Regions from separate parts of the Sus scrofa genome. Here regions 2, 3 and 4 are each linked to region 1. Evidence: chromatin contacts called from public HiChIP or PLAC-seq and promoter capture Hi-C data. All regions are on one chromosome and are shown on one strand. The core of a region is the stretch at or near the end of the contact, and the rest is flanking DNA. Distances in the headings are between cores, read along the strand shown. Region 1 holds the start of ATP6V0C (V-type proton ATPase 16 kDa proteolipid subunit). Region 2 holds the start of NOXO1 (NADPH oxidase organizer 1). Region 3 holds the start of SLC9A3R2 (SLC9A3 regulator 2). Region 4 holds the start of PKD1 (polycystin 1, transient receptor potential channel interacting).

Region 1 (7,379 bases), core at 2,127-4,626:
GTGATTTTAATTACACAAAAATATAAAGCACCTCCCAGCCCTGCCTGGGCCGCACGTAGCTCTTATCCAGACAAGTCGAGAGAGCTGGGTGCCCACTCTCAGCGTCATACCCCCTGGGGTATCTTCATGACAGCCTGGAAGATTGGGACTGTCTGGGACTGCCCACTGGGAGCAAGCACCCTGCCTGGACTCGTCTGCAGTTGCGTGATGTTCTTGATAAGGCTGCCATGTCAGGAGGCAGGACAGCCTTCGTTCTTCTATAAATGGCTTCCTCTGGAGAAGTTCCTCTTTCCGATGATTTGAGGCTGTTTCTAATTTTGCTCCTGGTCTTTCTTCCAAGCCACCCCCTCCCTTCACCGAGGTCTCTGCAAAACGCCCTTGGATTTCCCTCTCCACCATCTTTCAGTGCAGACATGAAAACCCTTGGGGGAGTTCCCTTCGTGGCGCAGCGGAAACGAATCCAGCTAGGAACCACAAGGTTGCGGGTTCAAGCCCTGGTCTCACTCTGGGTAAGGATCTGGCAACAGCAATAGCTCTGATTCGACCCCTAGCCTGGCAACCTCCATATGCCCAGGTGTGGCCCTAAAAAGACAAACAAAAAACAAAAAACAAAAAACACAACCCTCGGGGACATCAGGGTCCCCCCTGCACCTCTCTACTTCCCCCCACAGCCCTTCCTTTATTCCTAGAAGTCCCCACCTTCACAATGACAGGCCAGGGGCTCGTGACAGTGAGAGTCCAAGCCAGGAGGTGCCTAGCTGTGAGGGAGAAGGCAGAGGTGTGTGTCCCTGGCCATTCCCTTCCATATCTCTGGTGCCGGGAGGCCCCAAGAAAGATGACCTGGGTCCCTCCTGACCCTGTCACTGGTCACCAGACACTCCCTGAGCGCTCATGCAGGAAGTAGGAGGGGTGTTGCAACTCATGGGCCCGTCTCCTTGTCCACAAAGTGAGGGTAGGGGTGGCGTCTTCCCCCAAGGCTCCCTCGAGGATTAACTAACACCCCCAAATGCTTAGGGGATGCTGAGGGCTCCACAACGGAAGTGGCTTGTCAGACGTACCCTTTAGGGTCGCGTGGCTACGGGGTGAAGCAGGCTGGGCAGGGGACCAGGTCAGAGGCTGTGAGAAGACGCAGGCCAGAAATGAAGCCCAGCCTGAGGGGTGGGGGCAGACCTGAGAGCCGGGAAGCCGCAGACGCACCGGGCCTGGTGGGTAATGACGAGGGAGCCGTGACTTGGAGGCTGCTGGTGCTAGCAGCTGGCTGGCTGGATGTGCCTTTGGCCGGAAATGGAAAGAACCCAGTGGAAGCTGGTCATGTGGGAGGAGGGGAGCTCAGGTTGAGACGTGCTGGTTTGAGCTGTCGGCGTCCCCACTGGAGACCCATGGTGACCTCTTACACCAGAACTCAGGGAGAAAGCCAGAGGATGGTGAGCCAAGCCCACCTGCCCTCTAAGCCTGCGGATGGAACTGTCCCCGACCTCCTGGGCTCTGGGGTCTGCGCTTTTGGTGGCGCCATATCCCGAGGTGGACTGTCCTGCGCCTCCGCTCCTTAGTCTGTGGCCTCCCTGGCCCCTCAGCCAGTGCAGCTCCCTGGTCTGGACTCTCCTGACCCTGGACCCTTAGTGCCTGGGAGTTATGGGGGCTGGGCCTGGCCTAGGCACTTGGGCATTTGCTCGCCCAGAGGGCTTCAGGTCTGGAAAGGTGCAGGTGATCACCCAGGGGCAGGGCCCAGCAGAGGGAGTCACGGAAACCTGGGACCTGCAGGGAAGCTGAGGAGGCCACTGCCCTTGCTCCTGTGACTCCAGGAAGGAACGAGGGCATCGGGGCACATGCAGGTGAACTTGGAGAGAGTGGCGGTGTGGTGTGGTGGACAGCAGGCCGTGGCAGCAGAGGGGGCCATTCAGAAAGCCTGAGCCACGTTCCTCGGTTTAGAGAAATGGCAGTCGCCATCCCCCTTGGCAAGGACAAGGAGCTGAGGACACTGAATGAAGATTCCTCTTTCCAGAAGTCAGAGTCAGGGCGAGGAAGACAAAGGCAGAGGGCGGCGTGGAGGGCTCTAGCAGAATGGTGACCTCCTCTCTTTTGGGACAGGACGGACACAGCCCTCCAAGGGCTGCACGTTTGGGGGCAGGGGCAGGGGCAGACCCAGACTCACCAAGAAGGGTCTGAAAGCGGGTCTGAGATTCCATCGGGAGGACCAGGCCGGCGGAGGTGACCCCACCACCCACATGGAGAAGGCTGATGACAGCTACCACCTGGGTCACTGGCGGAGAGTGCTTCTGTGTCGGAACAAGGGCTTGGAGCTCAAGGGAGACCCAGGACCAGATGGCAGCCACCCAGGGTGCCTGAAATGGAGGGAACAAAGGGCAAAGGGATCCAGAACTGGTGGGTAGAGATAAGGCAGCTAGTTGGGGTGCCAGGAGGGCCACATGGGATCATCCGGGCAGTGCCAGTCCCAGGCCAGGCTGCCTGCTGGGCTGAGAGGAAACCTTTTACTGCTGCCCCAGAAATAAGGGCAACCCTGCATGTGCGGGACTTGTGTGGGACAGGCAGAACAAGGACCCAAGATGTAGAAATTTGGGGAAGACTTCTCAGGTCGCAACACCGACAGGGCGCCAAACCAGTCATGCCTACATTTTGAAGGGCAGAGACAACCCCGCTCCTCAGCTGCAGTCTGGGTCCTTGATACAAAAGAGGGAACAGAGGCGGGTAAAGGGGCTCCTTGTCTATGGAAGCCAGGGTAGCAATCACCGATTGCCAGGTTGGGGACTGGTAGGTCTGGAGCAGACGGAGGACGGCGTCTAAGGGTTGGGGAGACCCGAACCGGGAACACAGGAAGGCTCGGGCCAGAGACCAACCAGACAGCAGGGTGGCAGAGGCTTCCCTGGGGGCTGCCGAAGAGGCCGGCGCCCGGTTCACAGGATTTGGCTCCGCCTGCTCGGACCCTCGGATCGCCCCAGGAGGTATGAGCACGTGCGAGGTAGACCGCAGTCTTGGGTTTCTGGGGGCTGGGCCGAGAGAACGCCGTGGCCGGGCTCCACACAGAGAACGCAAAGAAAAGCTTCGGTCGGAACCGAATCCTGGATAGCGCAGCCGCAGAGGAGGCGGGGCACCACGAGCACCGCCCTATATGCTAACGAGGCGCGCCACTGTCCCGCCCCGGCCCAGGGACCGGACTGGCCCAACGCCGCGGGGTTCCAGAGGCCGACCTTGCCGGACAGCGCACCTGGGAAGGCCGAGGTAGGGCGGAGCGCTCGGGTCCGGGCCGGCGGGGTGACAGCACAGTGCGGGGGTGGCCAGCGGGCCTCTAGGGCGCCCCCCGGGCCATGACGCCCCCCCACCAGCGCGAAGTGGTACGGTCCGCAGGGGCGGGGCCCGAGTCATGTGACGCGGCAGCGGCCGCCATTTTGTTCTGCGGTGCTGGTATTTAGAGCGCAGCGGCTGACGGGCCGGATCCCCTTCGCAGCCGCTTCAGCGCTCGCTTCGCGCACCTCGCAGCCTGCCGCGCCCGGCCCGGCCTCGTCCCCGCCTCGACCTGCTGAGCTCGCCCCCTCCCCACCCGCAGACATGTCCGAGGCCAAGAGCGGCCCCGAGTACGCCGCCTTTTTCGCGGTCATGGGCGCCTCGGCCGCCATGGTCTTCAGCGGTGAGCGCCGTGGCAGGAGGGACCCGGGGGGTGGGGGCGCGCGAGGCTTGTGCCCGCTCCTCGCCCGGGGTTCGGCATGTGACGTCAGTGTGACGTAATTTCGAGCCGTTAGGGGGTCCCGGGCCTCACGTGACTGCGGGCGGGGGTCGGGGCCGCAGGGAGCCGTAAGGTGTCTGGAGCGCAGGGCGTGCGAGCTGGTTCCCAGTCCGGGTCCTAGGGTCTCCCGGGGTCCCGGGACCGCAGCCCGGCCAGCTGGCGGTATCGGTGCGGGGGTGGGGCGGCGGCGCCGCTGCCATCTTAGCCCCTGGAGAGGCGGGGGCAAGGCTGGGGTGGGGGCGCGCGGTCCTGCGCCTGCTCTGCACCCGCTCCCCCGCCCCAAATCCTGCGGGCAGGTGTGACATCACACCTAGTAGAGCTCCCCCGACGCGGAGCCGACCCCCCGTCCGTGGGCGGTGGGGGATCCAGCCCTGGCATTCCCCGCCAAGTGCACAGCCCTCGCCCTGTGGAGGCCTGCTCCCCGCCCCCCCGCCTCCCGGCAGGGGTCAGGTGGGTCTGCACCCAGGCTGGTGCTTCCGGTTAGGGCATGTCGGTGTTTCCCAATACTGAAGGCTGCGTGGGTTGGTTGGTTAGGGAAGCCTGGCTGAGGGGTTGGTCTTAAGAGCCGGCAGAGACCTGGGAGTGGGAGTGGAATTGGGGGCTGTGGGGGGCGGGGGTCATACAGGCAGAGGGGGCATCACGGATGTCTGGGGGGCAGGCCAGTGCCAGCACTGTGCGTGTGTGTGGACACTCGTCTGAGTGGGCGAGGTGGCGTGGAGCCTCAGCGTTGAGGGGATTGGGTCGTTTCCAGAGAAGGAACTGCTCAGGCCCGAATGAATGAATGACCTTTCTCCCCTTCCCTGAGGCCTGGAACTGGGAGGGGCTGCCTTCGGAATGCTGAGGGGCCTTCCAGGCTTCTTGATGGTCCCCTGGTTTTGAAGCCGAGTCTTCGCAGTCCTGGGGGTGTCAGATTCTGTGCAAATTGGCCAGTGTGGGAGAAGGGCACTGGGCCAGGCAGAAATGTGGGACCCAGGGAGTCGAGTCCTGACCCAGCTCCGGCCCCCGAGGACTGGTCTGGCCTGGTCTGGTCGAGGCCTCCTCGGGTAGGTCTGGTTTTGGGCTTTGATGACTCGCCCTGCCCCACCCTATGTGGTGGACTGCGGAGGCTCCCTGTGCAGGTATGTGGCGGGATTGAACTCCAAACAGCTCTGCTGACTATAAACACTGGTGGGGTGGGGGCTTGGGGGCCTCCCTCTGCCCAGACCTGCCTGCCTGTCACAAGCTGCTGAGTGAGCCATGCCCTTCCCGTCATGTGCGAATAAGGGGTCATTTGTGGTGGGAGCCCTGTCCGTACTTCCCCTTCCCCCGGGGCGACGCCCACTCTTTCCACATCCTCAGGAGCTGCCTGCCCTCCAGGCTGTCCAGCAGCCAGCCCTGTCCCCTTTTCCTCCAGCCTTTTCTGCTCTTTGCATCCACACAGCACCCGGGGATTGTCCTTTGCCTGGTGTCTGCCAGTCACCATTCCACAAATCTTCACTGAGTTCCAACTCTGTGCCAGGCACTGGGGACCGTGAGTGAACAAAAAAAGATCCCTGCCCACATGGAACTTGAATTCTGGCCGAGGTTGCCCTCGAACCCCTTTACCTGTGTTCGGCTCCTGGCCTCACTCCAGTCACCGGGGGCCTCTCTTCCTCACCTTTTAGAACTTACTTGGTACTTCTGAACGGGGCGTGACCAGCAGGTGTTAGGTCTGCCTGCCCCGTGCTCCTGGGAGTTAGGGCTGCCTGCTCTTGTTGGCTTGTGTGCAGCTTCACTGCTGTTCCCCTCCCCATGCGGGGCTTGACCTGGCCCCAGGGGAGCCAACGAGTCACTCAGCCAATTGGGTCAACTTCTGCCTCCGTTTCTTGCTCCAAAGGCTTGTCTTCATCTCAAGAACGGTTCTCAGGCCTCAGGTGTTGCTGCCAGGGCGCCTGCGCACTGCCTGCTGCTCCGGGCCCAGATCCTCCGTGGCCTGCCCAGCACTCGGCTGAATGAGATCCACTCACCCTGGGGCCTGCCAGTGCTGTCTCCCATCCCAGCTTCCCCTTTTTTTTTGTAACTTATGGCTGAAGTCCCTTGGAGTCTTTCCTCCTCACGCCTTCCATGAAGCTGTCAGCTGCTCCTTTTCCGTATTTTCTGTGACTTCCTACCAGCGAGTCTCCGGTGTTACAGGGCTGTGTTCTAGGAACAGCCTCCTGAAGCCCCTTTCTGTGCCCTGCTCCGTCTGGAGCCCCTTTGGGCTTGGCCCTGGGCGCCCTCCTGATGGTCGTCCTGGTTTCTTCCCTTGGTTCCCCTTGTTCCCGCCCATCCAGCCACATGCTCTCCTCACCGCCGGACTTCAGCCCGTCCCTGCCTTGCAGGGCTCGCTGCCTGGGATGCTGACCTCCTGCAGCTGTCTCTCACCCCAGGCCACCTGTCACCCGTGCCCTCTGCCTTGAGTAGGGAGCCCTGGCATTGGCCTGGTATGGAGTCTGCAGTCAGAGGCCCAGAACAGGAGCCTGAGGAGTTCTTGTTGTGGCTCAGTGGTAATGAACCAGACTAGTGTCCACGAGGATGCGGGTTCCATCCCTGGCCTTGCTCAGTGGGTTAAGGATCCAGTGTTGTCGTGAGCTGTGGTGTAGCTCACAGACTCGGCTTGGATTTGGCGTTGCTGTGGCTGTGGTGGAGAACTCCAATTCAACCCCCAACCTGGAAACTTCCATATGCCACACATGCGGCCCTAACAAGCCAAAAAATTAAATGCAAATAAAACCAACAAAAAGCCCCAGCAACCTACACTGTTGCTCCAGGAAAGGCTTTGTGAAGATAAGATGAACCCTGAAGGCTGGGTGTCTGGGCGCTTCAGGGGTGGCATGGAAGAGAGGCAGTGCAGGCCCCTCTGCCCCCATCCCTGCCTCCTTTCTCCCTCTAGTTTCTCCTTATTTGGTGCCACCTTGGTTGGTGTCTCTGTGGCCTGGAATCCTTGCCCCGTCGTTCTGTGACCACCTGCTCACTGCCACTCCTGCATTCAGCCCTCACCTCCCTTCCGAAGCACTTGCCCAGACCTCCCCAGTCTCCTGGGACCTATTTGCTGTGTGTGGAGGGGCTGCATCTGCCTCTTCACCAGGCGTAGGGCCCCAGGAAGGCACAGCCTCCTGACCTCACCCTGCTTTGTGATGGGCACAGAATAGTCATCTTTTGCAGCCCAAATAGGTGAGTAGAAGATGCAGCGGAATGACTGGGATTGTTCTGGCCCCTGCCACCTCTGACCCACATCAGCGTCTGCACAGGCAGCACAGTGGGGCCCTGGAGGGTAGGCAACAGGAGTGGGAAAAGCCCCCATGTTCCCTGTGGCTCTGTGTTGTGCTCGCAGTTGTCTTTGTAGACTTGGAGATAAGCCAGGAGAAGGGGGGCTTTCAGGAAGGCTGCCCACCCTGGAAAGAGGGAGGAGGGACAGTGGCAGAGAAGATGGATTCCTAGATGCCAAGTCCCCCACTCCCTTATTGGGGCCTTAGCAGAAGCTGTCCGGGCCTCGTGTTGCCTGGGTGACGGCCCCCAGCCCCTTGTCTTTCCTGTGCCCAGTTTTTTTCTTTTCTTTTCTTTTTTTTTTTTTTTTTTTTTTGATCTTTTTGCCATTTCTTGGGCCGCTCCCGCAGCATATGAAGGTTCCCAGGCTAGGAGT
Region 2 (7,379 bases), core at 1,655-4,154, 450 kb before region 1:
AGCTGGAAGCCACAGTGCTCCAACTGCGGCGAGACCAGAAAGGTCTGGGGAGGGCGGGGTGGGGCTGGACGGTGCCTGCTGAGCCTGGGGTGGCTGGCAGGCAGGTCTGACCGTCCCTGTCACCCCCAGAGGCCTTGCTGCGCTTCTGTGTCACGTGGAACACCAATTCACGGCACTGCCACGAAGCCCAGGCTGTGCTGGGCATGCTCCTGCGGCACGAGGCCCCGGAAGAGCTGCTGGCCTACGATGGCGTGCGGGCCTCCCTTGAGGCCCTGCTGCCCTACACTGGTATGTGGGCTGCCTGGATCAGGGCGGGGGCCCGGCCGCCAGACCCGTGGGCCCTGACAGCTGCTGTCCCCCCCCAGAGCGGCACTTCCAGCGGCTCAGCCGGACACTGCAGGCGGCCGCCTTCCTGGACTTCCTGTGGCACAGCATGAAGCTGCCCACGCTCCCCGCAGCGCCCCCAGCCCTCTAAACCCCCAGAAAAATGGACTTTGATCTCTGCTCCCTGTGTCTGTCTGGGCTTTGTCGCACCCCAGGGCCTGGGCCACCGCCCAGCCCCAACCCTGGCTGAGACCCCACAGGCCCACAGAGCACCGCCACTGGGTGGGGGTCAGTGAGGAGAGCTTTACTCAGAGGACAAGTCCCTGCCAGCCAGGGAGTCCCACCCTGAGCTGCTCCTCCCACAGCCCCCCCACGAGGGTCACACGCACTCAAGGCGGTCCCTGACACCCTGGGTCCTGCCCCAGCGCCTTTCGGGTGATGGTGCAGCAGCGGCTCCGGATGGCACTCAGCGGTGGGTGGGCAGGCACGGGCGGGGGAAGGGCCTGGGCCTGGGGGGACTTGGGGGCGCTTCGGGCCTCGCCCTCCCTGTCCTCCCCTCCATCTGCCCCCGGGTGGAGCCGGGGCCCGCTGAGGAGTGTGCCCAGCCCGTCGGGCTGCAGTATCACAGCAGGAAGAAGACCGGTGCGGCCCTGGAACCTGTGGGGAGGGCGGGGCTGGTTAGCACCGGGTCTGCCCCTGGCCGAACCACCAGAGCCCTGCCCTGCCACAGGCACCTGCACAGCCACCAGCCACGGTCCGAGGTTTCCAGCACATGCACACGGGCCCCCACGGGCACTGACAGCTCATCAGCTTGGCTGCTCTCGTAGGCACGGGAGGCGCAGAACTGGGGCCCTGGGAATGGACATTGGTGGTTACCTGGGACCGGAGGCCCCCGCCCTGCCTCAGTCCCCACGCTGTCTCCTGCCACGTCACCATCTCCAGGCTTTCCCCTGTTCGTTTCTCTGCTGACACCAGGGGCCACGCTCAACCCACTGGGTCTCTGGCTCACTCTGGGGAACACACACGGCAGGGCCACTGTCACCACCCAGTTGTCCCACAGCCTCCCTCTCCTGGCTTGGGTACTTCTTGCGGCCCGTCCTTGCCAAACACGGCCCGGTGGTGGTCGTGGTGGGTGTGGGGAGGGGAATTGGTCTCACTGTGGCTCCCCAGGCGCCGATCCCCGTCTCGTCCTGGGCCGGGGGCCCCCTCCTCCAGGTAGGGAGAAGGAAACCATGCCGTCTGCTGGTCCTCGTTGACAACCAGCCACCAGCCTGTGCCCAAGGGGCGGGGTGCTTCAGATCCTGAGGCCTACTGGGACCCCAGGGGCAGAAGGGCGTGTCCCCAGACTCACCTGAGGGGTGTCGCAGCAGCACACCCAGGGCCTCCTGGGCCCCGGCGTAGAACGGCTGACCCCACACGTCCTGGGTACTGAAGGGCTGCAGGCAGCGCAGGCTCTGAGCCTCCAGGCTGTGGATGGCAAGGCTGCCTGTGGGGCCTGGTAGGGGCTCTTCCAGGGTGGGCAGGATCACCCGGCTGGCGAGAGCAGAGGGTGGGTGAGGTCTGCGGGACTGACTTTCCCTCCACCTTGCCTCCCCCATCCTCCAAATGCTTCTGCCAGCAGAGTCGGTGGTGTGGTGGGGGGGTGTCAGACACCTGCCAGGTGGTAGCGCAGGTTCCAGGTCTGTAGGTTGTGGCGCAAAGAAGCCAGTGAGTACTGGGCTGCGGGACACACGCTCTCCTGCTGCCAGCAGGGCCCTTGAGTAGGTCTCCAGAAGCCGCAGGCGCGCCAGGCCTCGGCCCGTGCGCCCCCGGTGCACCAACGCCGATGCATCTGGGGGCAGGGTGGGGACACAGCATGGTACCACGCCCCAGGGCCCCCCATCAGACCGCTGCCGCCCCCACCCCTGCTGGGATCCCCGCTGGCCTGACCAGGAAGCTTGGGGAGGATGCGGTCCGACCGCCGCAGCAGGCCCGCCTCCACCGGGAAGATCTCCTTGAGCGTCTTCTGAGGGCAAGAATGGGCATGTGGGTCTCTGAGGCCCCACTGGGTGCCCCTGCGAGGGTGGGGGACCCTTGCCAGGGTCTTGAGGGCTAGAAGCCCACTCACATGGAGTCTCCTGAACTCGTCCCAGCTTCTGCGTACAAAGGCTTCGCTCTCATCCGACCAGTGCACAGAAAAGGCAAATGTCTGGTGGAGGAAGGGGGGCGTCTTGGATAGACTGGGCTGGGAACTCCCTCCCTGCCCCTTGCGGCCGGCAGGTGTCCCGTTGGTTCCTACCTGGAGCCTCTCTGTCTGCACCAGAGCTGCCCCGCTCACGGACACCGGGTGCCGCGGGCCTGCCATCACTGGGGCCGCCCCGGGTCTCTGTCGTCAGCTTCTGGAGCCTGTCGGGTGTGGCCAAGGGTCAGTCCACTGCCTCCCCGCCTGCCAGGCACCCGGAAGACTGGAATTCCCCAGCGGTGCCCCAGCCCTGCCAGGTCTTGGCCGCACTTCCCTGCCCGACTGGGTCCTTTGCAGCTTCCTCACTGCACCCCTGACCTGAGGAGCGGAGGGGCAGGAGCACAGGGCCTGGGTGGGAGGAGAAGCAGAGTGGGGGGGCTGGGACTGCACCCTGAGGCCCTCCTATCAGAGGAGCCTGGCCTTGGGAGGAGGAGAAGGAAGAGCCATCAAAGTGCCGCCAGGCCTGGCCCCTCCCACACCCAACGTAGGGCCCTTGGCTCTGGCTTTGAACTCCCTGGGGAGCTGTCTGCAGTGGTCATCAGGAACCAGTGGCCCGGTGCCAAAGGCTTTAAGTGCTTTGGTGTAATCCTCTCTTTAGAGGAAAGGTCTCTCTGTGTTTTCTTCTTTAAAGGGCCGCACCCAGCGTATGGAGGTTCCCAGGCTAGAGGTCAAATAGCAGCTGTAGCTGCCAGCCTGCACCACCGCCACAGCAGCGGGAACTGAGGCATGTCTGCGACCTACACCACAGCTCACAGCAACACGGGATCCGTAATCCATTGAGTGAGGCAGGGAATGAATCCATGTCCTCATGGACAGTAGTCGGCTTCGTTAACCACTGAGCCATGATGGGAGGTCCAGGAGGAAAGGTCTCTTAACGTCCCCAAGTCACAGAGGAGGAATTTATGTTAAATGGCTATTAACTGTCAGGGGTTTTGTCTGTACGTGTTGGGGAAAGACAGACTTCACAGGCTCAGAGCATCAGTTCCCCTGCGGTGGACGGACCTGGGGCGGGATGTAGAGCATCCACCTCCAGGCACCAGCACTTGGGGGACGGGAGAGGTGGTGACTAGGACTCTGCTGGTTTGTTTTTTGTTTTCTGTTTCCGTTTGGCCACATCCATAGCATGTGAAAGTTCCTGGGCCAGGGGTCAAACCCTTCGCCACAGAAGCCACCAGAGCAGCTGCAGAGAAATGCCGAATCCTTAACCCAATGGGTCAGAATCCCCAGACAGGGTGTGCCCAGGTGCCCCGCTTCCCTGGAGGGGAGATTTTCGGAGTGCCATCCAATCCTGGCATACAGCAGTTCTTCCCACCGTGGGAGCTGCCAGCTCTGTGTTGGAACTCACCTTACCCCATGCCTATGAGGGAGGGGCCAGCCTCCAAGAGGTCCCTCCAGGGAGGCACCCTGGCCTTGACAAAAGGCCTTTGTAAGTCTGTCCAAACAGCAGCTCCCCCCAAAGCCCTCAAACTTTCCCTGGTCTTGGCACAGACAATGAACACCTGTGGATACAGACCTAATTTTTTTTTTCTTTTTTTTTTTTTTCATTTGTGGCCACCTGGTGGCAGATGGAGCTCCCAGGTCATGGATCACATATGAGCTGCAGTCTCCACCTAAGCCGCAGCTGTGGCAATGCTGGATCTCTGACCCACTGTGACAGGCCAAAGATTGACCCCAAGTCCTAGGGCTCCCAAGACGCTGCCCATCCTGTCACACCACAGCGGGAGCACCAACAGAGGCCTATTTTTGCAAAGTGCCTTCAGTCTAGCTGTCACACTCTTGCCAGTCTCAGTGGGGGCCACTAGCCTGATAGGGTACAGGGTGGGACAGACCTGTTCCTGGGAAGAGAGAGAAGTTGGAGATGGGCAGTTTGCTCACACCAGGAACCTAAAAGGATGCTAAGCACTGCCCCCCCCCATGCCAACTGACAGCCCCTGCTCCACACCGCCAGCAATCTAGACGCCCTCCACTCCTCTCTCTCTATAACCCTACCCTGACGTCTCACCTGGACAACTGCAGCAGCCCCATCCTCCCCCAAAGCCTGTACTCCTCACTTGCTCCTGTGACATCCACTCCCCAGAGGCAGCTTGGCGACTGAGATCACACCAGAGTACCAGGCCCCAAATGTCCCAGCACATTCCCAGGGTCCTTGGAATAAATTGCCAGCGCCCATGGCCATTGATGAGGTCCCTGCTGGGCCCCTGGCCACCGCTGGATCTCTTCTGCCACCACCCTACCCAGGTCCTGTCCTGCTGGCCTTCCCACCCACACAAGAAGCAAAGATCCTCCTCGGCCTTGATTGCCCTTCTCAGTGATTCCTCATTCTTCAGGCCTCCGCCTAAGCGTCACCTCCTCAAGGAGGCCTCCCGCATTTACCTCGCCCCATTCATGCCCCCGAGCATTTATTAGTGTGACACCTTTTAGATTTTTGTTGTTTCCGTCTTGACCACACTGGATTATGGGTTGGGGAGGTCAGAAACTTTCGAATCTTTCTCCCGGCACCGCCCAGCGCCTAGAGCAGCTCTGAACAGATGAGGCACTACACAAATATTTGCGGAATGAATGAATGCACAGTTGGAAGCACAGGTATCCCTGAGGCCACTCCCGACGTGGGTTTAACCGCTTCAGGCAGGCTACAGGATTCGGGAGCGGGAGGGTCCGCTCCGTGCGCGCAGCCCAAACACGCACCGCCTCCTTTGCCGGCACCGCCTCACCCCGGGTTGCCAGTCACCCGTTGCCATGGCACCCGTCGCCAGGGCGGATCCGCAGGCTCAGCCCCGGCAGCATCGCCTCTGTGCGCTCACGGCCCCGCCCCATGTTGCCACAGCACCAAGCGCCAGCTCCCAGGACGCCCCCAGCCGAGGGCATAGGGCCTAGCAGCGGGCACGCGGGACGGTCAGAGCGGAGCGATGGGGGCATCGCGGGCCACGAAACGGACGTCGCCTCAGCCGCAGCCAGAGGCTACGGCACGGCCGCGCCGCTTCCACAACACGCTGGTCTTCTACTGGAGGAAGCGGGAGCGCCGCCACGGAGGACGCAAGTCGGGCTCGGGCCGCGGAACGAGGCCCAGGGCTGCGGCCAGGACTAGGATCTCCAACCCCGCACACACGCGGGCCCGGGCCGCCGACTCCAGCTCTGCTTCTTCCGGGTCGCGGGCCGCGGCCCCCGGCTCCGCCTCCACGCCGGACACCGGCCCAGGCCCCGCCCCCGACCCCGCCCCCGGCCCCAGCTCAGGCCCCGCGCCCGCGCCCGCGCCCGCGCCCGCGCCCGCGGCCCGGGCTCCCGGCTCCTGCGGCCGCGCCCTGGCGGCGGCGCGCGCCCTGGCCTGGAGACCGACTTGGAAGCCCATCTGGAGACCGAGCTGGCCCGGCAGGCATTGCGCGGGTAACATGGCGGCCCCCGGCGAGCGGGGCCGCTTTGGCGGGAACCTCTTCTCCTTCCTGCCCGGCGGCGCGCGCTCCGAGGTGGTGGATGACCTGGTGACGGACGCGCGCGGCCGGGGCGCCGGGCGGAGAGATGCCGCCGCTTCAGCCGGGATGCCCTCCCAAGCCCCGGCCTCGGATTCTCAGGTCGCCGAGGACGCCTCCCGGAGGCGGCCCTGCCGGGCCTGCGTGGACTTCAAGTCGTGGATGCGGACGCAGCAGAAGGTGCAGATGTCGCGTGGGGTTGGGGAGGCGCCTCCTTCCCGCAGAGGCCCGCGAGCCCTGCCGACTCCTAGCCCCGGCCCGCACACCATGTTGTCAAGCGCCCCGGGCAGAGTTCCCAAGACCCAGGCGGAGCACTCCTCCAGGCCCTAAGACTTTGCCCCCTTCCCCGGGGTTGAGGGGTGGCTGTCCCAAAGCCTAGCCCTTAAGGGAGGCCGGGCCTTTCGGCCCTTAGCCACTTGTTGGCCGGACCAGCCTCCTTAGGACTTAGGACAGACAGTAGGCCTCCGGCTAGGGCAGAAAAAATGGAGCTTTGTAGGTTTCCGGCGGGGGAACGGAGCTAACCCTTGGTCGGCCTCCTTCCACAGCGGGACAGCAAGTTTAGGGAAGATTGTCCTCCAGATCGCGAGGAACTCGGCCGCCACAGCTGGGCTGTACTCCACACCCTGGCTGCTTACTACCCCGACCTGCCCACCCCAGAACAGCAGCAAGATATGGCTCAGTTGGTAAATTTATTTTCCAAGTTTTACCCATGCGAGGAGTGTGCTGAAGACATAAGGAGGAGGTAAGTTGTGTGAGTCCTGGGTACCGCAGCCAGTCCCGCCGGGAGCCTGGGCCTGGCTGATGTCATAAAGGGAAGCCTAGAGAAATAAAGGCAGAGGTGGGAGAGGGTTGCCGAGAGCAGGGGCCAGCAGCAGATGAGGGATCTTGGATCATCTCCTTTCTCCTCGAGGGCCAAGCTGCCTGGGGCTTCTTCCGCCCCAGAACTCTGGGGAGCACTTCCCTCCTGAGATGCCTTGCTTAGCACTGCTGGAGGCTCTGGCAGGTGTGGAGGGCGCCGCTTTGCTACCTGCTGGAGCAGGACTGCCAATTTCAAGACCTTGGGAACTCACTGCTTTTGCTCCCGAGAGCCCCCTTTTCTCCATTGCGGAGCCCAAGAACTGTGGTGTGGCACCCATAGGCTGGGCTGGATTTGAGGGGCAGGGCAGCCCTTGCTGTTTGAAGCCTGGGCAGTTAGAACAAAGTCTCTTACTGAGCTGAGGCAGCAGGGCCGTGGGTGCTAAGAAGCAGATCTGGTGTTCAGTTATGCCTTTGTGCAGGTTCCATCCCTTCTGTACACTGCCTGGGGCCAAGGACGCAAGGGTGTGAGGCTTCCTGATTGTTTTGAGGCCATGAAGTCGAGGTCTGTGCCT
Region 3 (7,379 bases), core at 2,411-4,910, 410 kb before region 1:
CCCTGGCCAGCCTGGGGAGAATTCCTCCCCAACAGGGCACAGGGCCTTAGAACCTGGCAGCCAGTTCAGCCTTTTTTCCACTTCCCATCATTCTCTTCAAACCTGGTTGTCCTTGGAACGTTTCCCTCCCAGAGCATCCAGGGGGAACGTGGGAACTCCCCCCTTATGCACCGTCATGGCCCCTCCAGCGAGACTCCAAGACTCGTGCCTGCTCAGGGACCCCTGCAGCTCTTATCTCCTTCTGCCTTTCCAGCTAATCTCTCCCCACCCCCGAGTAAATGAGCGCTGCCATTCTGAATGGCCAGGACCTCCCTCCACCTGAGCCCCCTTCCAGCGCCCCCCTTGCTCCCCCCTTCTGCTCCCCCCTTCGGCTCTCCCTTCAACCTTCTTCAGTGTGGGCTTGGACTCCCACAACCATCCTGGACCTGGAAGCGTCTGGTCCCTGTGTCCCTAGGCTGACGGCTCTTGGAGTCCTCCCTTGGCCTTGGGGCCCCCAGCAAGGACAGGACGAGGGGTGGCCCCACATCTATCTAGCTCCTGGCTTTGGGATGCCCATGTGGAAGCAGCTCCCACATGACCCCCCTCAGCCTTCGGAAGCGCCCGCTGGAGGCCTCTCCCCATCATAGCCTCCTCTCTCCTGCTGGGTGCACCTTTCTCCCCCCCGGTCCTCTAATGCAGGTTCTCTCTTGTATTCCACCTTTCCGGTCCTCACAGACTGCCGAATCGATCGACTCAGACTCTCTCAGTGTTTCCCTCCAGGATCTGCACTGGGGCAAAATGTGGTCACCAACCACGCAGGTCAGCTCACTCTCCCCATGCTCCTTGACACGACTGCCCCTGCTGTCACGGAACTTGGCCTTTCAAAAACTTGGGTGTCCTGGGCGTTCCTGTCGTGGCACAGCGGAATCGAATCCAACTAGGATCCGTGAGGACGCGGGTTCAATCCCTGGCTTCGCTCAGTGGGCTGGGGATCCAGCGTTGCCATGAGCTATGGTGTAGGTCGCAGAAGTGGCTTGGATTCGCATTGCTGTGGCTGTAGTGTAGGCCGGCAGCTGCCCCTCCCATCTGACCCCCAGCCTGGGAACCTCCATATGCCGCGGGTGTGGCCCTACCAAGCAAAAAACAAACAAAAATCATGGGTGTCCTGAGCGTTCCCTGGTGGTCTAGTGGTTAGGATTTGGCACTTTCACCTCTGTAGCCCAGGTTCAATCCCTGGTTTGGGAATTGATATCCCACAACAAGCTGCTGCACACAAAACAACAAAACATGGGTGTCCTGACCTTGTCACTCCCAGTGCACCTCAAGGGCTCCCACCACCCATGCAAGGAAATCCATGCTCTGAGGCTGGGCCACAGGGCTGGCCCTGTTTCTTCAGTCTCATTGCTCCCTCCCCTTCCCCACACAGCCTGCAGGAACTCTGGGCAGATTCCAGAATAGACCCGTGGTCCACACTGCCTAGGGACTCCAGGGCCTTGGGCTGAGTTAAATGCCCCTCCTGGGGGCTGCCCCCCGCCCGGGGCTTCCTCTGCCAAGGTACACAAATCCCTTTTTCCGTGGGTCTCAGCGATGTTTCCCCAGTGCGCATCAGCGCCTGGCGCCAAGCTGCCCACAAATGTTTGGTCACAAGTGCTGGAACATTTGGCGAGGGGCTAGGTTTCATGTTGTCCGGAGATACCCGGGTCCTAAGAGGTTGGTGCCAGATCCAAGATGAGAGAGCAGAGCTGATTGGGAGCTCGGTGGAGGCCTAGCTTCCCTGCCTACGCCCCCCCCCCGCCCCCATGGCATCTCTTCGTTCCCGCTGCCGAAGTGCAAGCAGCCTCACCGCAATCCGCACTCGGCTGGACCAGTCGGAGCCAGAGGGGCGGGACCTCGGGCAGCCCCGGGGACGATGCAATCCCACGTAGAACCAGCAGGTGGCGATACACGGCTGAAGTCTGGGTCACGGTTGCGCTCCGCGCCTCGGGCGATGGGAGGGGCTCGGGGCAATGGGCGGGGCCAGCTCGGGTGGGCGGGGCCGGCCGCTGGAGCGTCCCGAACCGCGCCCCCGCCCTCTGTGGTCCTTGTCGTCTCTCCCATTACTTCCCGCTCTGGGTTTCTGGTTCTCATCTCTCAGTGCTTCAGCGCTGGTCCTCCCTGCTCCAATCTGGGGCTCGGAAGAGAGGCCTGGCGAAGTCTAAAGGAAGAGGTCATAAGCGAGGCCTGGTCATCCCGCGAGGCCCTTAATGCCCATTAGGGAGGTGGCGTGGGCAGGGAAGCTCAGGGCTGTTATCAGGGCATCAGACTAGCGGCACCATCCCCAAGTCGTTCCCCGGCTCTCCCTTTGGCAATGACGAGGCCTCTCCCCACGGTCACACACCCAGGCCCAGGCTCTGCCTCTGCCCCATGGCTGAGGGCATTGCCACAAGGAGGTCGGTTCAAAGGTCAGAGGAAACCCCCTCAGGTGAAACTGGAGCTCAGGACAACGCCACCCCAGGTGGACCCAGGGGAGAGAGGGCCTGGAAGGTCTGACATACCTCCGCTCTCTCTGGGCCAGGGCCAGCGGCCAGACCTCTGATCTCCTGCCACCTGACCGCCTTCCTGGCTGCTGCCGGCCTCACCACTCACCTCCCCTCGCTCATTCCCAGCCACCCAAAAGCTTCCAGCCCTGACACCTTGCATGCGTGCTCCCGGCTTTGCCACCTTGCCTTCTCCTCCCACACCCCTGCCCGTGGAGCTGAGGGAGGAGGCCTGGGAGGCTTTGCCCCGAGAGCTGCTGGGCCACCTTTCTTCAGCTCTGTTACTCAGGCCCTCTGTTTTCCGTCCCCCTCACTCCTTCTCTTCCCACTCTGGAACTGCCACCCGCAGGTCTCAGCTGGCCCCTGCTGTTACCCACTTCCTTGCTCCCCGCCCCCCTCGTTCCTTGGATGTTCTGTTACTCTAGACGGAGAGCCTCTCTCGGTACTCCTTCGGCTCCTTTGGTGCTTTCGGGCCTCCTTTGTTATTCTGGGGTGTGGTGTTCCTGGCCCCTGGCTGTGACCATGTCACTTAGTTACCCGCCTTACAGCGGTGTTCTGTTCCTGGCCACCGGCACTCACGGGCTGAGTGCTGGGCTGCAGGAGGCAGGTCTACAGAAGGGGACGAGGTCACTAAGCTTCCTGAGCCAAGCGGCCAGGGGTACCTGCCTTCCCTACCCCTTGGTCTGGGGGTCTCCGGACCACCTCCGGCCACCACCCTCTCAACTCTGGTGTGGCCTCAAAGCTGTAGCCTGGCAGGTCCTGGGTGGTTCTGGCTGCTATGGGGTGATCCCTGAGCCCCATCTGGGGTGGTATGTGGCGGCTTCCACTCCACACCCACCCCCACAACCTGCAGGGGTGGCAGTACTAGGTGGGGTGCAGGGGGGCCAGTCACAGGCCACGAAGGCAGCCTCTGGACAGACAGAGGGAGGCGGCTGGCCCCAAGGAGGCTGACCGAAGGGGGGCGAGACAGAGAAGGACTGGGGGGGGTCCCTGGCCCTGCGGCCCCTCCTGGGGCCTCGCGGCGCGGGCGGAGCGCCGAGGCAGGGGGATGGCCGGGGTGGCTTGGACCCGGGGCGGGGGCGGCAGGGCAGAGGGGGCGGGGAAAGGGCGGGCGCGGGGGCGGCGCCGCAGCCAGATCCGGAGCCGGAGCCGGAGCCGACGGGAACCGAGCGGGAGCCGCCGAGGCCGCCGCAGGGTCTCCCGCGCCGCTCCCGCGCCCGCCCCAGCGCCCCCGCCTGCCCGCGGCGGGCGTGAGCGCCGTGGCCAGCCCGCGGCCGGCCGGTGGGCAGCAGGCGCCATGGCTGCCCCGGAGCCGCTGCGGCCGCGCCTGTGCCTCCTGGTGCGCGGCGAGCACGGCTACGGCTTCCACCTGCACGGCGAGAAGGGCCGCCGCGGGCAGTTCATTCGGCGCGTGGAGCCGGGTTCCCCGGCCGAGGCGGCCGCGCTGCGCGCCGGGGACCGCCTGGTCGAGGTCAACGGCGTCAACGTGGAGGGCGAGACGCACCACCAGGTGGGTGCCTGCGCCCCGCCGCCCCCCATCCCCGGAGCGCGTCCCTGCCCCGCGCGCGCGCGGACGGCGCCAGGGACCACCGGGCCGCCTGCGCCCGCGCCTCGGCTCCCCCGCCGGGGCCAGGAGGGGTCGCACAAGGGCCTACGTGGGCTCCCGGGGACAGGCGGGGGACGTGGCCACCGAGGCAGCGCCTCCTTCCTGGCCTCCCCCCGCCCCCGTCGGTTCCGCACCGCGGAGGTGGGGGGGATCCTGGCAGGGAGGGGCCCGCAATGCGGCGGCTCCTCCGGTTCTGGCCCTGGCTCTTGAGTCTTGTCCGGCCTCCGTACAGTCTGTGCAGGAGTTGGTGCCTCGGGGGTCTCCGTGTGCCTGGGGTCCCCGGCGCTTCTCTGTCAGTGGGGACACACGCGCGCGTGCACTATGGGTATGCGTGTGAATGTGCAGGTCCCTCTGGGGATCACCCTTGTGTGTACCGTGCGGGGTGTCGCGGTGAGGGCACACTTGTGTGTGTCTGCATCAGTTAAGTGTGTGTGTGTGTGTGTGCTGGACTGTGTGCACGTGAGTATACAGGTCTGCACTGCTTAGATGTGTGTGTGTGTGGTGGGGTGCCTGACCTGGGTTGTGTGTATCTGTCTTGGCCCGGGTGTCTGCCTGCTGGTGTACTAGTGTGTGTCCTGACGGTTGGTGTCTGGGTCCTGGTGGGCGTCGCTGCTGGTGGCAGCACATTCCTGTCCTAAGAAGCTGCTGGGCAGCCTGGTGGGGGGTGGGGGTGTGTGTGGGGGGCGTCACTGGCTGTACCCCCCGGCCTCCTGCAGCTGAGGGGAAAGGCCAGAGGGGGAGGTTCTCCTCAGGTTCTGATCCCTGGGGGGTGTCTGCCGCCCACTGACCTGGGATCACCTGGCTTGGGTCCTGTCCTCCTCCACCCCTTCTGCTCAGGATCCCCGCGTCCCCCAGCACCTGTCTATGTGGCCGGCCCTGGGGCCTGGAGATGTGTAAATTGGCTCTTGGCTGGGCTGGGAGCCGAACCGCTTCTCTTCTGGAGCTTTTGTCTGCCCATCTGTCTGCCGGCCTGTTCTTTACCCCGAGTGTTGGCAGGATGAGGCTCTTTGCTGCCGGGGGTGTGGGGGTCGGGGCCGAGGTCTGGGATTGACAGGCCAGGGGGCGGGCCCCGCGCAGCTGGCGCCTGGCCTCTGTTTGACATCAGCTGCCGTCTTCTCCAAGAGCGAGGCTCACCCCAGGCCTCCCTGGGTGTGGTCTCCAAGGACTTCACACGCGGGACCACGGGGAGACCTTCCCACTGCCCTGGGGGAGAGGAGGTACCATCATGGCTCCCGTTCTGCAGGCGAGCAAACCGACAGTTGCAGATACTGGGTGACTCACCTGGGTCCCACTGTCAGGCAGCATCGGGCTGCTGGGGTCCTGTGACGCTGAGGGTCACAGGGGGAGAGAGATACAGAGGGGGCCGGGGCAAAGGTGGGCCTGGCTCGGACCCTTTGCTCTGTTGCCATCTACTGAGAGGCTGGTGCGGGCCCTGTCTGTCGTCCGGGCCTTGGGGTGGGCGTGGGGGTGTTGCTCTTCCTACCCAGTGCCCAGTGGGCACTGCTTCTCCTGCGGGCACACACAGGCATGAAGGCTCCATGGCCGTGCACATGTTCTAGATGCTTCCCAGACACCTGCGTGAGCACGCCTGGCCCACAGGTGGACCTGCTCCTCCCTAGCTCTGCCTGCCGCGTCTGAGTCCCGCTTCCTGGGTTGCGTGCGGGCGCCTGAGGAGGTGTTTTGCCACAAGCACCTAGGTGTTCCCTCTGCAGGTCCAGCAGGAAGAGGCCCATGATCACGGTCTGAAAGAGAATGGAAGGCTTAGACGCAGGTTCTTCCACCGGGGGAGGCAGCCAGGCACAGACACACCGAGCCTGGGACCCAGGGAGACCCTTCCCCCCGCCCCCCCCCCGCAAACCCAGACGTGCAGACGGGGAAGCCGAGGCTTAGCCGAGCCCCGCGATTGTCCCTTCCCGGCCCCTCCCCAGAGAAGAGCCTGCGCCCAGGCGAGGCCCCCGCAGCCCCTGCAGCCCTTGGAGCCCGGCCCGCTTCGGCAGCCCCGGGAGAGGAGGGCGGGAGCCGCCGGAGCTGGGGGTGGGGGGAGGAGCTGCGGGCCTTGCGGTCCAGCCGCCCACCTGGCCCGGGAGGCTCAAGGCCTGCCCCCGGGGTGCTGCTATCCATGTGCTGCCTGGGGTGCTGGCCGTGACCGGCTCCCGCCTCCTGCCCGTCGCAGGTGGTGCAGCGGATCAAGGCTGTGGAGGGCCAGACGCGGCTGCTCGTTGTGGACAAGGAGACGGACGAGGAGCTCCGCAGGCGCCAGCTGACTTGCACCGAGGAGATGGCCCAGCGAGGGCTGCCGCCTGCCCTTGACCCCTGGGAGCCGAAGGCGGACTGGGCGCCCGCAGGCAGCCTCAGCGGTGAGGCCGGCCAGAAGGTACGGCGCCTCTGCCCACAGGGATCACCTGGCCTCTCCCAGGACCGCCTTCTCGGCGCCTCTGGTCGTCTCCACCAGTGTGCGTCTCTGGACCCCTCCTGGACCCCTGGTGGCCACTCTCTCGGCCACTTGGAGCCACTCTTTCTGTCCTCGGCCTGTGTTCTAAACCGCATGGGCTCTGGGCAGCCTGGACCTGGTCCCTGGCCCCCAGGAGGCTCGTCATCGGAGCCCCTTGTCCTTGGAAGGGTCCCTTTGACCAGCCGCCCCCTCCCCGGCCTTGGGGCTGAGGAACCTGGGGAGGGGCTGCTGGCGTGTGCTCAGCTCTGTGCCTGTGGTGGGTGTCTGTCTGTCCAAGGAGCCTGCTTGTGCCATAAAGACTGGAGTGGGGGCGCTGGCCCTCCTCTGTGGGGGCAGCTGAGGAGACCCTCTGGGCTAGGTCCGCAGCCGGGGGCTCTACAGGCATTGGGGCGCTTCCCCTTCTCCCTATGTCCCCTCCAGACAGGAAGCCTTGCTGGGAAAGCACTGGGGTGGGGTCCAGGGGGCCTGTTCTGTCTCTTTCTCAGTAGCTGGGCCCGGGGGTGGCCCGACCCCTACCGGGACAGCATCTGGAGGTCAGGGGAAAGAGCTGCCTGCCCTGCCCCCACGACTTTTATTTTCTTAAAGAAGAAAATCCCTTAAAAGGGGACTCAAATCCAGGGGTTACCCAGATCCCCCTTGGAGAACCCCGGCCTAGGGCTCCTGGAGGTATGAATTCTGAACTTTCTGGGTGTGCGGGGGACCTGGACATCTGTCTTGTCCCTTTCCCCCATGCCTCCCGTGAACTGGGTCTTGTGGGGCCTCAGGCTTTTCCTGGGGGATGGGATTCGCAGCAGAAAGGCAGCCTGGGCATAGGCCTGGGCACAAC
Region 4 (7,379 bases), core at 3,003-5,502, 310 kb before region 1:
GTGGCTGTGGCATAGGCTGGTGGCTACAGCTCTGATTCAACCCCTAGCCTGGGAACCTCCACATGGCACGGGTGCAGCCCTAAAAGACAAAAACAAACAACAAAAATGGAACAGAGATGGAAAGAAAGCCCATGCTTCCAGGGAGTTTTTGGTGTTTTTTTTTTAATGGCCACATTTGCAACATACAAAAGTTCCCGGCCAAGGAACTGAATCCAAGCCACAGCTGCGACCTACACCAGATCCTTAACCCACTGTAGGAACTCTGCCACAGAGATTTAAAGAAATCACCTAACTGCAGTGCCACGGTGTGGACTTTATTTGGATCCTTTTTTTTTTTTTTTTTTTTTTTTTTTTGTCTTTTTGCTATTTCTTGGGCCGCTCCCATGGCATGTGGAGGTTCCCAGGCTAGGGGTCCAATTGGAGCTGTAGCCACCGGCCTACACCAGAGCCACAGCAACGCGGGATCCGAGCCGCGTCTGCAACCTACACCACAGCTCACGGCAATGCCGGATCGTCAACCCACTGAACAAGGCCAGGGATCGAACCCGCAACCTCATGGTTCCTAGTCGGATTCGTTAACCACTGCGCCACGACGGGAACTCCTTATTTGGATCCTAATTCAAACTATTAAAAAAAAACTGAGACAACCAAAAAATTGAGCACACTGGATATGCATCAGATCAGGGAATTGCATATTGTTTTTGGTGTGACCATGGTGTCACCCTACATTCCAAAATGCTCACAGATTAAAGGGGAGGCTGCCTGGCATCTGCTTCAACAATGGGAAGGGGGAGTGGAGGGGCAGGACAGGCTGCAGGGCAGTGGGTCAGAAGGTTCACCATGCTATTCTGTCAACTTCTGTATTTATTCAAACTGTCCATGATAACGCTTTAAAAATAGGAGAGCAGCAACCTATGACTGAGTGATGTCATTTTTCCCAGGCTGCCACCTCCAGCTGCTTCAGCTAACTCAAGAGAGCCTGGGGCCTCAGAACCCTGGGCCATCCTGCACGCTGAGGCCCTGGGAGCCAGGGACCCCGCACCAGCCAGCCACTGACTTCCCACCCGGGTCTGAACACAGCTGTCCTGCCGCCCCGCAGGCTGGCCAAGGAGTCTCAGATGGCTGTAGGATGCTGATGACAGAGCAGCCAGGCCTGAGCCCCCCAGAGGAAGCTGCTGGAGACACCCCTAAGGCAGGGCTTCTGGGGCCCCTGGATGTGTACAACCTGACCCGGAGTCTCCCTTGAAGAAGCCAAGACCCACCCATCTCCCTCTCCCTGAGGGTGGGGCTTGAAGGGTTGACAGGCAGAATGGCAGGGCAGAGCACAGAGGGTGGCCTGGGGGACCTGGGAGTCTTAACATCTGCATCCGAGGTCCCAGCTTCCCATGGGGTCCTTGCACCCAGCCCTGCAGAAATCTCCCAGAGCAGCCTCCGGGTCAAGACGGTGGAGTCTCCTCCACTCCCGATCCACCTGCCTCACAGGGTCCCTCACCACGTGCTGCAGGGCGGGCAACCCCGCCAGCTCCGGCCAGCCACCAGCCCCCAGACTCCCAACAGCCAAGACCAGAGCCTAAGGGGACACACGCAAGGCACACAGGCTCAGGCTCCACGGCTGAGCCCGCAAGTCCGCAAGCTGCTGCAGGGTCCTGGCCAACCCACCAGTTTATTTTCCGGACGGTTCCTGGAGGTCTGCATGGCGCCAGTGATGGGGAAGCCGGAACAACCAGAAGGAGCAGGAGCCTGCTCCCTGCCCCCCACAGCGGCTCCCAGCCCATCAGCCAGAGGTAACGGCGTCGAGAAACAAAGGGTGGGGGGTGCGCCCAAAGCAATTCTGCGGTACCAGCTGCAGGCAGGAGTCAACCAGGACGGCAAACACTTCAGTTGTCGGGGAGCAAGACCACAGGCCCAGGGTGGCCCCATGATGGCCATCCGCCACCCCTGGAGAAGCTGTTCTACCCCCCAACAAAGCCTCAAGGACACACCATCCAGAAGCGCCCACCCGGTTCCAGCCCCTCAACATCCAAACTCGTCTGAACACTGACCACAAGGGTCCCCCCCCGCCACCACCACCAATAAAAGGCAGCCACACACCAGAGTCACCGAAGGGACAGCACAAAACCAAATCCCAGGTTTAAGAAGCCTGGGGATGTTACACGCACCCCAAGGAATTCCAGCAGCCAGGGAGCGATGGAGTCCTGGCTTAGGTGTCTGGAAGTACCCAAACAAGGCCACAGGGATGTGCGAGTTCCGGCTGTGGCTCAGCAGTAATGAACCCAAATAGAAACCAGGAGGATGCAGGTTCGACCCCTGACCTTGCTCAGTGGGTTAAGGATCCGGCGTTGCCGTGAGCTGTGGTGTAGGTCGCAGACGCAGTTCTGATCTGGCCTTGCTGTGGCTGTGATATAGGCTGGTGGCTACTGCTCCAACGTGACCCCCAGCTGGGGAACTTCCATATGCCACACAAGCAGCCCTGAAAAAGCAAAAAAAAAAAAAAAAAAAAAAAAGGCCACAAGGATGTGGACCAGCAGGTCCTGAGCCAGTCCCCATCTCTGGGGACAAATGTCTGCAAATCTCAGTCACCTGCACCCTTTGCAAGCCAACCCTGAGCTCCTAACAGTCAAATGCTGCCTCTGCCATGTACTGGCTGTTACTTGTGCTTGTGCAAATCATATCGCCATCACCTCTGGCCTGTTTTTTCCCCTGCAAAAGGGGCATCTTTGCTGTACCTCCAGAGGGTTAAGCATGACGGTTCACAGGAGTTCCCCTTGTGGTTCAGTGGTTAACGAATCTCATTCGTATCCACGAGGACAGGGGTTCAATCCCTGGTCTCGCTCAGTGGGTTAAGGATCCCGAGTTGCCGTGAGCTGTGGTTGTAGGTCCCAGATGAGGCTCAGATCTGGCATTGCTGTGGCAGTGGTGTAGGCCAGCAGCTACAGTTCTGATTCCACCCCTAGCCTGGGAACTTCCATATGTCGCGGGTGCGGCCCTAAAAAGACCAAAAAAAAAAAAAAAAAAAAAAAAAAAGCTGATGGTTCAAAAGAGTTTGGCACAGGCCAGGGCTGGAGACAAGCTCTCCATAAAGACTTCCTGTTATTATTTCTTCCAAAATGCAAGTCTGCTAATGGTGTGTCAGCATTTTACACCCCTCCAGGCCTTTGCACACATGGTTCCCTCCTCCCGTCACCTAAACCCAGTTTCCTTAAGTATCAAACCAATTCTCAAACATCCATCGAACCCTTGTCCACCTCTTCCGGAGAGCCTTCCCTGCCGTCCACACAGACTTCTCCATCTCCTAGCGTCCTTCTCCAGGGCTCCCAAGTGCTGGGTATCCCTCCAAGCCAAGCTGCATCCTATTAGGCTCTGAGCAGCGTTGAAGTGCTCGTGGTCCCTTGCCGGGACCTTCCCGCCCTGCGCCCACACGATGCCAAAGGCCCTCAGTCAGTTCGCATTAGCGGAGTCCCACCGAGTGAGAAGTCTCCGCCCGCACAGAATCTGGGATGTTTCTGTTTCCCTCTGGCTGAGGCCAGGCGGGCTGAGAGCCGGCTGCGGTCCCAGGTTTTCCTTATTTAGTCGGGCCGACCTCACTGCGCTGGAGCCTCGCCCTGGGAGAGGCCTGGCCCGCACTCCGTTTCCCCTTCTGCAGGCTGGGGACGCGCCCACGCCCTGCGAGGCCCGCCAGGCCGGCGGCCTGCCCGTGCGGCCTCTCCCGGGAGGGTGAAGGCGCCCCGAGCCCCGGCAGGCCCCGGCGGCCGCGAGTCCTAGCGCAAGCCGGGCGCCATGGCAACCGCCTCACCAGCGTCGCAGGGCGGCGGGTTACTCACAGCGCGGTGGCGTCCGCGGGGATGCGCAGCGCGGGCCCGAGGGTCCGCAGTCCGAGGCCAGAGCAGTTGACGCGGCAGGCGGCGCCGGGCGCCGGGCCGCAGAGGCAGGGAGGGGCGCACGGTCCGCAGCCGCGCCCGGGGACCCCCGCCAGCGCCCCGAGCCACAGGCCCAGGCCCAGGGCGAGCGCCAGGCGGGCGGGCGCGGCGGGCGGCATCGTCAGGACAGCGCAAGCATGGCCCCGGACCGGTCCCGAGGCCCCGAGCCCGCCTGGCCCCGGCGACCGCGGCTCAGGCGCAGCCCGCGCAAGGCATGGCTGGGCGCGGGGCGGGATACGGCAGCAGCTGCGGCCTGTCTGCCTGCGCGACGCCTGCTCGGTTCTCCGTCCCGGCTCCGAGTCCTCCGCGGCCCGCTAGCGCGCTGGCGCTGCAGTGCGGGCTGGCGGCCGGCTCCTCCTTCTCCCGGCGCGGCGCGGGGGGCGGGACGCTCTTAGGCCCCGCCCCCCGTGCGGCAGAGCCGGGCGCGGCCGGGGCGGGGCATCAGGAGGGTCCGCCCTTCGCTCTGCGAAGGGGCCATCCGCGCGGCCGGGGCGGGGCATCAGGAGCTCCGCCCTTCGCATCCAGCTGCAGGCTCGACAGCGAGGGCCCTCGCTCGGTGCCCTTCCCCTCCGCCCGCGGCGTCCGCGCCTCCCAGACCTCAGAGCCCAAGCAGTCACAACACTGAAAACACCAGCCGGAACCTCCAGTGCCCTCTACGAGCGCTCATCCACTCCCAGCGCCTATGTCCCTCTCCACCACCTCGGATTGCCGAGCTCCTGGCACACAGTAGGCACTCAATAAATGCGCATCGCGCCCTCTCAGGGAATTGCCAGAACGTCGGCGAAGTATGACAGCTGGTTCTCCCTGGCACGGAGGTGAAGCACAAGGTGGGCCTCACCTGGGCAGGTGAAGGGCAGCGTTCGGCCGGCCATTCGCCAGCCCCTGGGCAAGAAGCTGAGTTCTGCGCACCTGGGTGCTTGGGACCTCCCACCACCAGGGCAGTTTGCCCCCTCTTTCCATGGCGCAAGTTCCTCAGTGCTGCGGCTCTGCCCAGGGAGCTTTTGCGCCCAGGATGTAATTAGGGAACTAACGCACGTGGTGCTAAGAATTCAAGCTGAATAACATGGACGAACTCTGAAAACATCCTAGATGCCAGACATAAAGAACCACATATTATAGAAATCCGTTTATTAAGCGGGGGGGGGGAAGGTTTGGGAGTTCCCACTGTGGCTCAGCAGAAACAAATCTGACTATTATCCATGAGGACCTGGGTTCGACCCCTGGCCTCACTCATTGGGTTAAGGATCTAGCGTTGCTGTGAGCTGTGGTGGAGGCCGACAGCTGCAGCTCTGATTTGACCCCTAGCGTGGGAATCTCCATAGGCCCCAGATGTGACTTTAAAAAGACAAAAAAAAAAAAAAGGGAAAAAATGAAATTTGACAGATCACACAACAGGTAAGGAAGGGGCAAACCCAAGCTTTTAATTCCAGATAATAAACTGATGAGATCCAAGGTCTCAAGATGAGTGAAGATGGACCCATAATAAACAGTGATGCCAAATGAGCAAAACAGATTAATCAACTAAAATGCAAGTTTTTTCCTTTTGTTTTTTCTTTTGAGGGCCACACGTGCAGCATATAGAAGTTCCCAGGCTGGGGGTTGAATTAGAGCTGCAGCTGCCAGCCTACACAACAGCTCACGGCAATGCCTGATCCTTAACTCACTGAGCAAGGCTAGGGATCAAACCTGCATCCTCATGGATACTGGTTGGATTCATCACCACTGAGCCACACAGGAATTCCCCTTTTTTCATTTTTTAAAGTTTTATTGAGGTATGGTTGATAAATGCAATTGTTTTAGAAGGGATTTCTGAAATAGAAAAGATTTTTTATTTTTATTTATTTATTTATTTTTTTTTGCCTCTCGTGTGGCATGCAGAAGTTCCTGGACCATGGATCAGACCTGTGCCACAGCTGTAACCAGAGCCACAGCAGTGACTACACCAGATCCTTAACCCTCTGAGCCATGAGGGAATCCCTAGAAAAGATGTGCTTAGGAGTTTCTGTCGTGGCTCAGGGGTAATGAATCTGACTGGTATCCATCAGAATGCAAGTTCGATCCCTGGCCTTGCTCAATGGGTTAAGGATCCAGCATTGTCACTGCTGTGGCTCTAATCGCTGCTGTGGTGGGCATTTGATTCCTGGCCCGGGAACTTCCACATGCTTTGGAGATGGGCAAAAAATAATAAAAATTTTAAAAGAAGAAGAAAATAACATATCTAGAAATGAAATTCTGGGCTATTTCAACAATTCCCACGGTGAGTCAGAGGAAATAAAATGTGGCAAAGATCCTGTTTGATGCAGGGAGGGGGATGCTGGAGAAATGTTTAATTCTCTCTTTTTCAGGCACACCCACGGCGTGTGGGAATTCCCAGGCCGGGGATGGAACCAGCACGACAGCAGCAACCTGAGCCTCAGCAGTGACCATGCCAGATCCTTAACCCACCTAGCCACCAGGGCATTCCTAATTCTTGATAAAATATTAATTTATGTTTTTATTTTTTATTACTCAAATTTACACATCTCTAGTTGTATAATGATCATAACAATCCGATTTCACCGGATTTCCATCCCACACCCCAAGCACATCCCCCCACCCCCCAAACTGTCTCCTCTGGAGATCATAAGTTTTTCAATGTCTGTGAGTCAGCATCTGTTCTGCCAAGAAGTTCAGTCTGTCCTTTTTTCAGATTCCACATGTCAGTGAAAGCATTGGATGTTGGTGTCTCATTGCATGGCTGACTTCACTTCGCATGATAATTTCTAGATCCATCCATGTTGTTAAAAATGCCGGTATTTCATTCCTTTAAAACATAAATTTAAAGGCTTTTATTAGTAACGATAATTAAAAATTTTTAATAAAAATAATTAAACTATTAACATAAAATACAGGGGAAAATTAGAGTTTGGAGGGAAGAAACAAGAAAATCTGGTCAGCCCAGGAAAGAATTACAAAAGGAAACAATGGGGAGTTCCCACTGTAACAGAGTGGGTTAAGGACCCAGGGCTGCCAAAGCTGTAGCTCAGGTTGCAGCTGTGGCTCTGATCCAATCCCTGGCTTGGGAAGGTCTGTATGCCACGAGAGTGGCAAAAAAAAAAAAAAAAAAAAAAAAAAGGAAACAATGGATCAGTATATTCATCAAAATACAGAACGAGAAGTTTCCTGGTGGCTCAGTGGGTTAAGGATCTGGCATTGTCACTGCTGCGGCTTGGGTAGCTGCACTGCCCAGGTTTGATCCCTGGCCTGGGAACTTCTGCATTCTGCAGGCTAAATCCAGATAAATGTCATTTGCCAGGGCACAGCTAGGACAAATAACCCAGAGGGCGGGAAGCAAACAGAAAAATGAAGACAAAGACGGTGGTGTGGCAGTAGTAATACCAAAAAATAGAACCTAAGGCAAAAGACAGTAAATGGGAAAAGAAGTCCAACTGTTTTACACTAATTAGGGGCACAATCTATGTA

What was found. Promoter capture Hi-C pulls out the DNA fragments that hold promoters and counts their contacts. HiChIP or PLAC-seq counts read pairs in DNA pulled down with a chosen protein or histone mark.
Region 2: a contact with region 1 is called in an H3K27ac HiChIP or PLAC-seq map of alveolar macrophages. The contact joins the promoter of NOXO1 here to the promoter of ATP6V0C in region 1. A contact is called at or near these places in 1 of 5 promoter capture datasets (fetal skeletal muscle), 1 of 47 Hi-C or Micro-C datasets (liver) and 1 of 2 datasets of contacts at active chromatin or transcription factors (alveolar macrophages).
Region 3: a contact with region 1 is called in a promoter capture Hi-C map of fetal liver, with 2.3 times the contacts expected there. The contact joins the promoter of SLC9A3R2 here to the promoter of ATP6V0C in region 1. A contact is called at or near these places in 2 of 5 promoter capture datasets (fetal liver and liver) and 1 of 2 datasets of contacts at active chromatin or transcription factors (alveolar macrophages).
Region 4: a contact with region 1 is called in an H3K27ac HiChIP or PLAC-seq map of alveolar macrophages. The contact joins the promoter of PKD1 here to the promoter of ATP6V0C in region 1. A contact is called at or near these places in 1 of 47 Hi-C or Micro-C datasets (heart right ventricle) and 1 of 2 datasets of contacts at active chromatin or transcription factors (alveolar macrophages).

What each region holds. Positions count from the first base shown.
Region 1 is chr3:39,534,701-39,542,079 of Sscrofa11.1, reverse strand. ATP6V0C (V-type proton ATPase 16 kDa proteolipid subunit) reads left to right here and starts at 3,376. Exons shown (of 3, transcript XM_003124744.4): 1 at 3,376-3,643. The coding sequence starts at 3,565.
Region 2 is chr3:39,982,865-39,990,243 of Sscrofa11.1, reverse strand. NOXO1 (NADPH oxidase organizer 1) reads right to left here and starts at 2,904. Exons shown (of 7, transcript XM_013987816.2): 1 at 2,603-2,904; 2 at 2,432-2,512; 3 at 2,254-2,329; 4 at 1,978-2,155; 5 at 1,676-1,857; 6 at 1,059-1,176; 7 at 604-981. The coding sequence starts at 2,668. The coding sequence ends at 714. It overlaps GFER (FAD-linked sulfhydryl oxidase ALR), which reads left to right and starts at 5,793. Exons shown (of 3, transcript XM_003124726.4): 1 at 5,793-6,189; 2 at 6,555-6,751. The coding sequence starts at 5,932. It overlaps TBL3 (transducin beta-like protein 3), which reads left to right. Exons shown (of 21, transcript XM_021086786.1): 19 at 1-42; 20 at 130-288; 21 at 366-505. The coding sequence ends at 475.
Region 3 is chr3:39,949,105-39,956,483 of Sscrofa11.1, reverse strand. It overlaps SLC9A3R2 (SLC9A3 regulator 2), which reads left to right and starts at 3,660. Exons shown (of 7, transcript NM_001137639.1): 1 at 3,660-4,005; 2 at 6,275-6,475. The coding sequence starts at 3,793.
Region 4 is chr3:39,846,482-39,853,860 of Sscrofa11.1, reverse strand. PKD1 (polycystin 1, transient receptor potential channel interacting) reads right to left here and starts at 4,252. Exons shown (of 46, transcript NM_001246202.1): 1 at 3,822-4,252. The coding sequence starts at 4,036. It overlaps LOC106504252 (a long non-coding RNA gene), which reads right to left. Exons shown (of 7, transcript XR_001303294.2): 7 at 6,661-6,720.